2 separate regions of the Mus musculus genome follow, and region 2 is linked to region 1. A link is a contact called in public Hi-C data. All regions are on one chromosome and are shown on one strand. The core of a region is the stretch at or near the end of the contact, and the rest is flanking DNA. Distances in the headings are between cores, read along the strand shown. Region 1 overlaps Dennd1a (DENN/MADD domain containing 1A). Region 2 has its middle 55 kb from the start of Gm25081.

The links. A called contact is a pair of places that touch in the nucleus more often than the background predicts.
Region 2: a Hi-C map of the N1E-115 cell line shows a contact between it and region 1, with 13 times the contacts expected there. The contact joins two enhancer-like sites. A contact is called at or near these places in 3 of 15 datasets of contacts at CTCF or cohesin (embryonic stem cells, large pre-B cells and pro-B cells), 8 of 484 Hi-C or Micro-C datasets (the G1E-ER4 cell line, the N1E-115 cell line, cerebellar granule neurons and 3 more), 1 of 115 datasets of contacts at active chromatin or transcription factors (embryonic basal ganglia) and 1 of 9 other capture datasets (embryonic stem cells).

The regions. Positions count from the first base shown.
Region 1 is chr2:37,815,795-37,821,741 of GRCm38.p6, forward strand. It overlaps Dennd1a (DENN/MADD domain containing 1A), which reads right to left. Exons shown (of 23, transcript NM_001362973.1): 20 at 1,122-1,210. Among named protein-coding and RNA genes, the nearest start is that of Crb2, 43 kb to the left of the region's middle. Within about 2 kb of position 2,922, at least 24 of the 459 cell types and tissues checked have an H3K27ac peak or open chromatin away from gene starts, as enhancers often do. A contact at or near this core is called in the N1E-115 cell line and embryonic basal ganglia, where this site is marked.
Region 2 is chr2:38,421,907-38,427,853 of GRCm38.p6, forward strand. No RefSeq gene overlaps it. Among named protein-coding and RNA genes, the nearest start is that of Gm25081, 55 kb to the right of the region's middle. Within about 2 kb of position 2,150, at least 61 of the 459 cell types and tissues checked have an H3K27ac peak or open chromatin away from gene starts, as enhancers often do. A contact at or near this core is called in the N1E-115 cell line and embryonic basal ganglia, where this site is marked.

The DNA.
Region 1 (5,947 bases), core at 1,672-4,171:
GGCTAATTCCATTCCCTCCAAGAGAAATCTTTAAGGCAAGAGGAAACCCAGAGCCATGCAGCATTCTCACCACAAGGGGGCAGTCATAAGCCACGGCAAAGGAGATGTCCCTCACTATGTCCACCACAGCAATGTGTAGAGCCCAAGTTAAATATGCCCTCACTTCAGGTATCCCCTCTTCAAAATCTCACATATCCAAGCATCTCCAGAAATAAACATATATTTTCCCACTCTGGTGTTCTCCCTGAATGGTCTTTACCATTCAGGAAGGCTGGATCTATAAAGCAGAGGATTATGGGAGAAATGAAGTACACTGAGGTAGGCCATAGCCTGACATTTTGGAATCATTTCTATTTTGGCACCACTTCTTTGCAAAGAGAGGCATTCTTCCCTTTCACACAAAGAATAGTTTTTCCCCCTCAGTCCTCAAACCACCCTAGGCCAAGATGGATCTGTGATATCTACAGTATTTCTAAAGATATCCAAGGAAGCTGGTGAATAGCTGAGCCTAGGGCTATGCATACCAGGACAAGGGGAAATAGTGTTTCTCTCTCCAGGTTGGAACTGTCTACAGCTTGCAGGTTCCATCTCCCATCTATCTAACAGCCACTCAAGATGTTACTGAAGCTGGCTCTAGGCTGGGTCACAGGGTGTCCAGAGGTCCTCTAGGTCAGGGGGAAGTTTGAAGGAAAGGCCTAATAGCACAGGTGCTATGGCTGAGGAGAGAGCAATGGTGAGGATGCTTTCTGATAAGCTCAAGCCGTGGAGACTGAAGAGCAGTAAGCCTACAATGGGGCTTGGCCTTGCAGGAACGCTTCTTTGACAAGGCAGCTTACTCTCACCTGTGGACTCTTCAGTGTTAAGAGGCCTGGGGCTTCCTTTGGAATGTGGCTGACTGCCTTTGAGCTGCACCACTCAAAGCACAGCCCAGGTTCCTGATGTGACAACAGAGGCTCAGACTCTGACACCAATGACCAAGTTCCCTGTCTGGCCTTATTTAACACCTGCTCAGCATTTCAAAGGAGCCTCCAAGAGGAAGGCTGGGGCTACATGCTTGGTCACCACAAAGCTCTGGCTCATTGGGTTCCTGGGGAGAGATGAGAGGGAGCAATAGTACTCACTGCTCAGGGCTTGAGACAGATGTCCTCCTGCCTTCCACAGTGATGTTGCTCTTGGGTCTCCTGACGACATGTGGACGAGGAGGCCGTACCTAAGGATGAACATGGGGAAATCCCCAAGAAGGAGTGAGTTAAAAAGGCCCCACAGGTCCACTGTGAACATTTGGGTAAACAGCCCCAGAGGGCTTGGTTACAGGTTCTCCAGGCCTGGGCTACCATGGTCTCCTGGTTATTACGTAAACACCACCACTTAACATACAGCATATGGATATATATGCTCTCTGGAATTTAAGCCAGAAAGGCTCTCCTCATCTGCAGACCCAGTGGCCTCTCAGAGAGCTGACTGAGGTGTGAACAACATGGGAGGCAGAACAGCAACACCCTATTTATGGAATTCAGTGTGTGGAACAAAGAGGTTCCACTCACATTTGTTTGGGGGACTCACACTCAAAATACTTTTTTACAGCTGAATTACAGGATACTTATTTTCCTCTCTAAAGGGAAGGAGGGAGCAACTGACAACTCCACAGAGTGCCCAGCTAAGCCAACTTGCTTCTCAGGGTACCGTATGCCCTGTCTTCCAGTAGGGCTAAAGTGGATGCTGCACAAAGCACAGCTTACGGTGGCAGTGGGCACACGAGGGCAGCAGGCAGCTTCCTACACTCACCTCTTACTACACTGTGGGTAGATGGGTTATTCTGAGCTGCCACAATAGTGAAGCCACAGAGGAAAGGATGCCCACTTCCTTGTCCCATCAGAGCCCGTGATAGATGTTAGGCTGTGAATTTCTGGGTACTCTTAGAATGAGTCTCATTTGGTCTAATCAGTATTATGTGACTTTGTGTATGGTACCATCACCTCTGACCACTTCTAATGTCACAGAGATTGGGAAGAGAGCTGAGAATGTCTCTCTGTGGCTCCTGCTGTTCATGCAGATGAGCCAGCATTGCAGCAGGTATAGGGAGCATGCATTCTCTGCAGCTGCAATGAGACACTGGCTGACAGACGAGAAAGACAGTGCCCACACTCCATTACAACAACCCTTCTTCAGAACAACCCTCCCGCCCCCCAGCAACTGGTGGGCGACACAAAACAATGGCTTAGGAACAAGATTACAGAGGCTGGCTGCATACAAGACCAATCTCGATAGAGTCTCATGGAACCCTCAGGTCTGCGCACGTCTGACCAAACCAAAGATTTTCCTGTGGAGCGGCCAGTCTGAGCTCAGACGTCTTTGGCAAATCAGAGATGTGGTAAAGGCCAAGAACATTCCACAAAACATGCTGTCTTCTTCCACGGAGCTATTGTTAAGACTTAACCACAGGGTGTGGGTAACACACTGGTGTGGACATTGCACAGAGTGTGAGCTCCAGAAATGCTTGCCTGCTTCTTTGTGATCGAGATGCCCCCTTTTATCAATAGCAAAAGGAAGGAGGGGAGGTGCCTGTAAGAAGATAGATTGCAGATAGTCTTAATCCTTTTAGCATCCTGTGAGGTGCCTGGTACATAGTGGAACTTCAGCAAGATTTGTAGACAGGCCAATGTTACTGTCTGGAATCTAACAGCAGTAAATACTGCTGTGGTTGTCATTGTTATTAGAAAGGTGCCTGCCACTCAACAGACATTTGGTCAACATTTGCCGAATAAATACATGGCTATATCTGTCCCCACTCTCATATGGAAGTGGTTTCCCCAGCAAGGCTTCTTGGATCCCTGAGACTCTGCCTACAAAGGAAGAGAATGCAGCTGGGTGGAAGAGCTCTCCTGCCCTTGCCAGGGACCTGGGGACTGAGTTCAGGAAGGTCAGACATTATGGCCTGTCAGCTTGTCCCACACAGGGCTGCTCCTTACTACAATGAAGACAGGTTAAGAATGTGAACTTGCCACTGAAATGGGGGGATTAAGTTTGTGGCAACTTCAACTGAACTTGCAACGTGGTGAAACATGGGGAAAAAGAACAACAGAGCTAATTAGACGAGCTGAGCTGTCAGAGTGCTGCTGAATGGCTCAGCGCCAACAAACAAAAGGAATGGGTTGGCAATCAGCAGGATCGATGGAGGAGACTGCTTCATTAGGGATGATAAAACAGACAGAGGAGGGAGAGGAGGGAGGGGTGAGGGAGGGTGGGAAAGACACAACGGACCAGAGACAGTCACCCCTGTGGTTACAGACCCACCCAGAGTCACACATTCCTCACTGGTGTAGGATTATCATTATAGACAAACACCCAAATGCACCAGGGCTCAGAGACTGCAGTGTATATACAGTCTTACAAACAGATATCCACAAAGGCAGGCATTAAGAGGTAATGGTGCATTCTCTCTCTCTCTCTCTCTCTCTCTCTCTCTCTCTCTCTCACACACACACACACACACACACACACACACACACACACACACACCCCATGCAGTGGCAGGCTACAACCAGGCCTAGACACACAGACAACTGGTTTAATCAAAGACAATGCAGATAAACCCCTGTGTATTTCAGCAGTACCATCCTTCTTCTGGGGTGCTTAGCAAGGGTGAAGCCTGGGTGGAGGGGAAAACCACTCTCATACACAACAGGGGCTGGCCCACCACTGCTAAGATCTCAGCAGCACCAGGGGAGAGAATGCTAAACAGGGCTTTCCAGATCTGTTTGGGGGGACTAGAGAGGAAAGTTGGGAAGCCAGCCAATTCCCCACCGGATTCAAAACCTGAGAAATCTAAGTCGGCAGGGTTAAGTGTGTATTGAATACAAAAGCACCAAGTACATTTGATTTTAATGGTGAGCAAGAAATAATAAATAGCTGATAAAGTGCTTCACATGTGGCCCACAGCAGCCTGCCTCTCCCTTCTCCCTGGTGGCTCCAGACACTGCCCTTCATCCAGGAGACACCAGCATGATTTTCTTTTGCTCTTTCTTTCTCCTTATTAAGAAGACCCCTCAGACCCTCTGGTCATAGCCAAGCTCCAGCCACAGGTGCTGGGCTACACAATCCCTCCTGTCAAGGCTGAGTGCCTACCATCCCATGGCTTTTCCACCCAGGCCAGCAGCTGTTGTACTCAGCCATGTTTATAGCCAGTGACCTGGCAAATCCTGACATAGAATCATGTCAGGCTGTCCTCTCTGTGACCCTTAAGAGTTCCATGATCCAGGTCTCTCGAGTTTCTTTCCATCCAGTGTGGGCTGGTGTCTATGAATGCATCCAGAATACATAATAGTCCCTGTGGCCTGGGAACCCTGGGTCCCGTACAACATATCTTCTAGCCTCCTAGTCTGTCTCTCAGTGGGTATGCTTGCAGAAGAGGGGAAGCCCAAGAACACGGCCAGTGAATTACCTCTTGCCCTGGCTAGGGGCAGAGGCAGACACTACCCAGTCTTCTTTTGGGACAACATTGCTTCCTCAAGTTCTCAGGTGCTTGGGCACCCTACAGTTTACCCAATTCCCACAATAATGAGACTACAGTACACAAGAGCTGTCTCTAGTACTTGAGCTACCATGCCTTGAATCACATTGAACCCCTGGCTGTCCTAGAGCCCAGGCCTCTAAGACTGCCTGGAGCTCCCTACCAACTACCTATGGCTGCCAAAAGCCATCTGTTGAGAACTTGAGAGGTAGGTCTGGTCTCAAAGGCCAGCTGGTCTCTTACTATCTCTGTAGTCTTGGTTATGAAGACCAAGGGAAATGACATCTGCCTTCAGTGGGCTGGAACAAGAATAGATGAGATATGGAGTACCTAGCCCAGTCCTGGGTACATTCAAGGGTGCTTATACTTTCCAACTCTTATCCCTGCCATGACAGAATGCTGCCCAGAGACCTCACTGCAAGTCCATCTGGCCAGAGCCCAGTCTCTGTCCCAGTCCTGTGTGCTAAGGCCACCTCATTTCCATAAAGACAGAGACTTAGGGAACTGGGGACACCAGAAGGAACTTACATTTCTACAGTTTGGTGATCCTTGGTAAGGGTTAAGCTACCAAACATCTTTTCTGAAATAGGTGACCACAATACTTAGTACATAGCACTACTGTGAGGCCCAGGTAGATTGAGGTCCCCCAAAAAGTTCAGTGCCTATAAAAATCCTAGGCAAACAATGGCTTTTGATAAACTAGGCCATTATTTGGAAGTGGTGAGTTGGAAAACCTGTTAGAGAGAATGCCTTCCAAATATCATCCATGTTTACCTTTATAGAAGGCCACTGTGAATGAGGGCCTGGTATAAAAAAGAGGAAGGTGGGTTAGACAGCTTCAGTCCTTGCCCCAATGTCATACACCCTTAGCATTCAAGTCCAGTTATGATGAAGCCCCAATCCACACTGCTAAGGTTTGTTCTGAAACATTTGCTATATTATATGAGGTTTGACCCAGAAGTCTTTCCTGTCCCCCAAGTGTGTCTTTTTGCTGCTTGTTCCTTCCTTCTGCTGTCAGGGAGTAGAAAATTCCAACCCGTTGGCAGCTATGTCTCCTGGAGTTTGTGTTGATTCCATTTTCATAGGGGCACTGAATGGCTCTACCACTTCATATGGTTGGATGGTAGATTCCCAGCTTACAGATGGAGCTATTTAAATCCCCCTTTCCTAACCCAAAATTTTAACTTCTGCACTCAGTGGGGGAAGAGGAAGAAACAGAAGCACAGGACATCTGACATTTACCCAGACAGTAGCTACCCATGGATGCTGGGTAGATAACACCAGATTCAAACAGACATCTGGCTTAGGCTTATCCTAGCACAGCATGATCTTTGTGCCTTCATAAGATGGTTCTGGAGAGATGTACTGGGAAGGGCCTCCGAACTACTTTTTGAGGTTTCTGACTATAGCTGACCCCGGCTGCTTCAGACAGTAGAT
Region 2 (5,947 bases), core at 900-3,399, 610 kb after region 1:
AAGAGGAGTAGCCCCCAGCCCCTGCAGGCTGAATCTAGCCTGAAGCCAGGGTCAGGGGAAGGGGGAGCTGGGGCATGTCCCTTGAGAGTCTTTGGCTTGACAGGTTGTGGCTGGGAGTGCAGAAGGACTTCTACTGGAGATTAGACTGCTACTGCTACCATCCCTTCAGGGTCTCTGGGGTTTCTAGCCTTAGCTCAACTGGGAATCAGGCTACCTTTCATGGTCCCACACGTACAGTGAGCCCTCCATTCACAAGTAACACATAACGTGGCATACACATGCATTCATGTGAACATAGGAACATAATCTCTTGATCATCATGGTCTATCTGTGTATCTGTCTCAGGTGCGGACACACGTACACAGAAATTGGCTATTCTTGACTGAATATCTCTGCCTTTGAAGTGGGGGTGGACATCTGTATGAGCCAGAAGAACTCTTAGGAGCATAAGACAGCAGAGGGGGCAAGCCCTGACTCCTGCCCTCACTCCAGAGGACACGGGCTATATGCACACATCCTACAGCAGAGAACATGGCCCTGGAACCAGCTGCGGGGGTGCTCAAGCCCCCTCACCCTGTCTGGTTCATCAGCTGTGAGGGGCTTGCCCTGAGCTGTACATCCTCTCTGGCCTCACCCAACCCAGTGCTACAGTTAAACAACACTCAGAATTCTTCCTGTTTGGGAGTGATGCATTCTGAACATTCTATGCAGATGTGACATAGCCCAAGGCTTGGGGAGGATGCCTGAAAGGGAGAGGAAATCCACTCTGTAGGTTCAGGGAAGGTGAAGATAGGGCTTGCTGCGCCACTCCAGAGAGATGGATAATGAAACTGAGAGTAAATGTTTAGCAAATTGACAGGTGACGTTCTTTTGTTTGTTGATTTTTAAAGAAGCAGGGCTGTGTTTGTCACCAATGTTCACAGCAGTATCCATGATGTAGAAACCATCCAGATGTCCCAGTATAGACAGACAGGATACACACAGTGTGCTTAGGGGATAACATTTAGCCTTGGAAAAGAGTGAAGCCATGTCATTCTTATGCACACCCTTTGAAAGCACTTCGTTAAAGGAAAGAAGTTGGACCCGAAAGGGTCAGCATGGTATGGCTTCAGTCAGGTAAGAAACCTACAATGGTCACATCATAGACAGAAGTAGAATAGCGGTAACCCAGTGGGAGGAGAGCAGAGAACTAGCGTTTAACCGTGAGGTGTCACGCAGCCCCTAGCAAATCCATGCACGGGTGCTCATCACCCACTAAACATCCTTCTTGCTTCTTACCATGAGTCACCCATCCCAACTTTGCATCTTGTCTCCACCAACCTGTATCTGTCCCACCCCCAGCCCTGACGTCATACAAGCGTAAGCATCTTTTATCTGAAATGCTTTGGACCAAATACTTTGGAGCTTTGGGGAAGCAATTTTACAGAATGTTTTTGGCATACCTGCCTTTTGTCTGTGAGATATCACATGAAGTCAAGTGTGAACATTTCCCCACTTGGGAGCACTTTGGACTTCAGATTTTTGGGTTAGGGATGCTGGGCAAGCAAGAATGAAAGGCCCAGTGCTGTGCCCTAGGAGGTGGGAGGAGAGGGGAGGGGAGGGTCCACAGAGGTGGGCCTGGGGCTTTGCTGGGATGTTTCACTTGGTACAGTGCACTGGAGATGTGGCCACATCATGCATGTCTGCAGTTCTTGCCATGGCATGCTAAGACAGTGTGTGTAGATACAGCACCATATGTCTGCCCACCATGAAGGCTATGTAAGTCCTTTACAGTTTGGACAATTATGAAGACACCAAACATACACATGTTTCATCAGCTTTGCTTGCATCCTCTGGTTAAACATCTCTGAGTGTGATTGCTGGCTCCTGTGGTGAGGAAAGGGTTAAGGCCACAGAAAACTGCTATACTGGTCTCAGGTGGGTGAGCATCGTTGTACTAAATTCACTTTTTGCTCTAGCAGCTCGTTTTTATTTTATTTTACACAAACACGGCCCACTATGGGCTGGTTGGAAGGAAAACACCTGGTCTTACCTCACAGTCTCAGAAAAGTCCCTAGTGCAGTGGGGAAAGGTTCCCAGCAGAGAGCTGCAGAGCAGAGGCCCACGGGAGCCTGGGAGATTTAGCATTGGACCGCTGTTCTGGTTGAGCCAGGGGAAGCTGGGAATGGGGCCAGTGGTCAGATGGTGCCTCGCGAGGGTAGCGGAGCTCAAGACTGTCTGAGGGGGTTTGGGGAACCACTGAAGGTTCTTAAGCTGGAGAAAAACTGATTTGAATCACGCTCCAGAAAGGTTCCTCCAGGTGGGAGGATCTGGCTTCTGGGAAACAGTCCCTGGCAGAGACCAGAAAAGAGAAGAGGAGGCCTGGCCAGGGCCCTGGCAGTGGTTAGGAAGGTAAGATGTAATGACGCTGGGGTGTACCAGTGAGGAAGGAGTAAGGGCGAATGGAGAGTCTGAGACCCAGCTGCCAGGCCTTGAAGGCCCCGTACGCCTTAGGAAAGTGGGTGGGAAGTGGGGGGAAGGGGTTTGCAAAGGAGACCTCCCAGCTCTGCGGCTGGGGGCTTGCCTGAAGGAGAGCCTCCTCTTCTCTCCCCGCCCCCCCCCCGCGCCCCGCCCAATCCGGATCTGATTCAGCTGTCACTCAAGCAGTTGGGGCCCTCGAAGAGCAGGGGATGGTGATTTGTGCTGGCCTTGTCGGCCCATTGTCCTACTGGGATTTAGTCTTTGGTGAGAGTAACAAAGAACTCAGCTCAGGAGCTGGGCTCTGGGCTGGCTGTGGGGGAGGGGACGGAGGGGGGTGGGGATCAAGGAGCTCAGGCTTGGCCAGGCTGCTTAGCACATCGCTTCAGGCCCAGCTTATTGTGTCTCTCTGTGTGTTTGTACGTGTACGTGTATGTACGGGCTGGCACAGAGGGGCTGTGTGCATAGGTCTGTGCGCTATGCACTCACTCGGGTAGGAGCGCGCTGGGCACTTCTGCAGGCTGCACTATGTGATTCTGCACATCCGAACTCATCTCAGTAGATCAGTATTTCTCCAGGCTCGCTCTGAGGAGCACATCTGTCAGCCTTCTGGTCGTTCTGTGCAAGGGCTGCCCTGAGCCACTGCTAGCCACTACCCCAACCCCACCCCAACCCCCAACCCCCCACCCCCGGCTTCATTATGGACTTCTGGCTCTCTCAGCCTGCTCTCTCCCTGGTCACTTGGCCCTGACCTTGCGCTTGAATGCGACCTCCACTTCCTGCTGGGCCTGACCAAGCCAGTGCACAGTGTCTGGGGAGTGTGCATGCACAGGGAGCACTGCGATCTTTGATGAGCCTGTATTCATCCTGACATTCGTGTGCATACATCCATGTATTTGTGCCCACATGTGTGTGCCTGTGCTTCGTATGAGCATCTTGACATGTGCACACAAGAACACTTGGGCACGTGTCCATGTGGATGTGTGTAACTCTTTAGAGCGTTTGCAGGTGTTTTCTGTGGGGTGATTCATGTCAGCAGTTTAAAGGAAGCTGCTATCGCCTCCCAAGCTTCTCCTCTGGAGCCCAGGTAGCCCTGGGTCAACAAGTCACTCCTCCTGGGCTCCCCTGGGCTCTGAAGAAGCTCTTCATCCTCCAAGGGGAACTGCTCCTAAGAGTTCAGCTTGTTTTGTTCCAAATACATCAGTGTGTACTGCAGGAAATGAGGGGAGGCTCCCAGATTCTGTCTTCTGGGATGTTGCACCTCTCTTGTGCAAGGAGGGTGAATGGGTGAACTAGGTTCAGTGAAGGCTACAGACCTTAAATTACAGTATCAGACAATATTCAGAAAGTGAGACTCGGGGTTACTGAAGGAGACTTTGCTCTGTGAAGGATTTATACAAGAAAGACACCAAGCCCAGAAGAAATCAAGCAAATGACCAGCAATTCAACTCTATAAAAATAATTAGATTCTTAGATTCCTGGGCTGGAGAGATGGCTCAGTGGGTAAGAGCACTGACTGCTCTTCCAGAGGTCCTGAGTTCAATTCCCAGCAACCACATGGTGGCTCAGAACCATCTGGAGTGGGATCTGATGCCCTCTTCTGGTGTGCATAAAGACAGTGTACTCACATACATAGACTAAATAAATAAATCTTAAAAATAATAAGATTCCAAGCAGTGAGAGGAGTCAGACCTAAAAGACAAACAAGCTCATCAGAAGTAATTATCTACGTATTATGCTATGGACTGAAATTATTATCTGTACTACATAAAGAGTTCCCACAAATAAATAAAAAATAACAGCACAACCATCCCAAGGCGAGGAGAGTGCAATGACAACTCAGTAATGATTTGAGCTAGGAAGTAGTCAGCTGTTTCAAAAGAATATTATAAATGGAGCAAACGGGTACAGCTTAACCCCTCTAGTAACAATAAAAATGTGGAAAACTATATTTTGTTGGACAAATTTATAAAAACAAACAAACAAACCACAACACATACTCTTCAGCAATGGGAAGAAGGTGGGGCATGAGCCTGTCTACATGCTGTTGTTGGTTGGAATGTAAATTGTATCACACACACACACACACACACACACACATGTTTAAGCACTCATCATCAAGATATAAACTATATTCTCCATCCTAGCAGTCTGACTTTGAGAAATCTGACTTATAAGAGTACTAGCACTGGATGCAGAGCATGAAAGCATTCAGAAGCAGGTTGAACGTCATTCAGAGGCGACCTGATGGGCAGCATGTGGCAGATCTGGACTGTGCAGTGAGGAGAGCCATTAAACAAGGAAATGCCCTATGCGGAATATTTGCTCAACACAAAACGAACTCAATACACAACAGCATTTCTGTAGACCTTTTGTCTCATTTTGCTTTGTTTGGGATTTTTTTTTTTCATTGCTGGTCTTTTGCTTGTTTATTTTGATTTCCATTTCTGTGGTTTTGGTAGGGTCCTTAGTGTGTAACTGTGTTTCTTTATGTTTTTTTTTTCTTGCTTGCTTTTAAAGAGAGTAGAAAAAAATGAATATAAAGTAAGATGGGAAGGAGGTAGGGAGGACCAGGGAGAAATTGGGAGAGAAAAGAGAAACATGATCAAAATATATTGCATGGAAAAAATTTAGAAAGTTTAAAAGGAAGAGAGAAGGGGAAGCCGCATTATACTGTCAATAGAAGCTGCTGTGTGCTTCCTGGCATAAAATGCAAAGGCCTGCGTTTGGTCCTCAGCACTGCAAAATAAACAAATGCAATGAAAACTGTGCAGCGTGCATTCCCACCTGTGCTGCCAGTAAAGTTCCCCATGGCCAGTGGGATATGGTGTGAGCGATGGACTGAGTCATCTCACAGTCTGGCTTCTGTCTGTCTGGTTGTCTTGGAGGCAGTGAACTACGGAAGACAGAATGACTGGCAAACTCTATCCCCATTTCCAGGCCATGATATATGTTAACAGTTGTGTCTCTGTGAAACACACACGTATATACATAGGCAAGAAATGTCGAGGCACTGAGATGGCTCACTGGGTGAAGGCATTTACCACCAAACCTGAAGGCCTGAGTTCAACCCAGTATTCACTTGTTAGAAAGAGAGAAGCAATGCCTACAAATTGTTTTTTGAATTATGAGAGCACACACGTGTACATTCACACACGTATGCACTACACATATGTGCACACACATGCACACACAGACAGACACACGTGTGCACACACAGAACACACATGTGCACAGACATGCACACATAGACACACATGTGCACATTTTAATGTCTGGAAGTGTCCCAGATTAACTAAAAATACTAACTGCTCCTGGGGAGGTTTTATTGATCAATGTTTAAGAAATAGAGACTTATAGAAGAAGTGAGAGAGAGGTCAGGCACATCTCTTGAGTCTGGGTTTCCCTACGTACAAAATGCAGAAGACTAAAGTGTCTCATCCGGTTGTGAACACTCTGTGGCCTAGTCAGCTTGGGTAGGTAACACTTT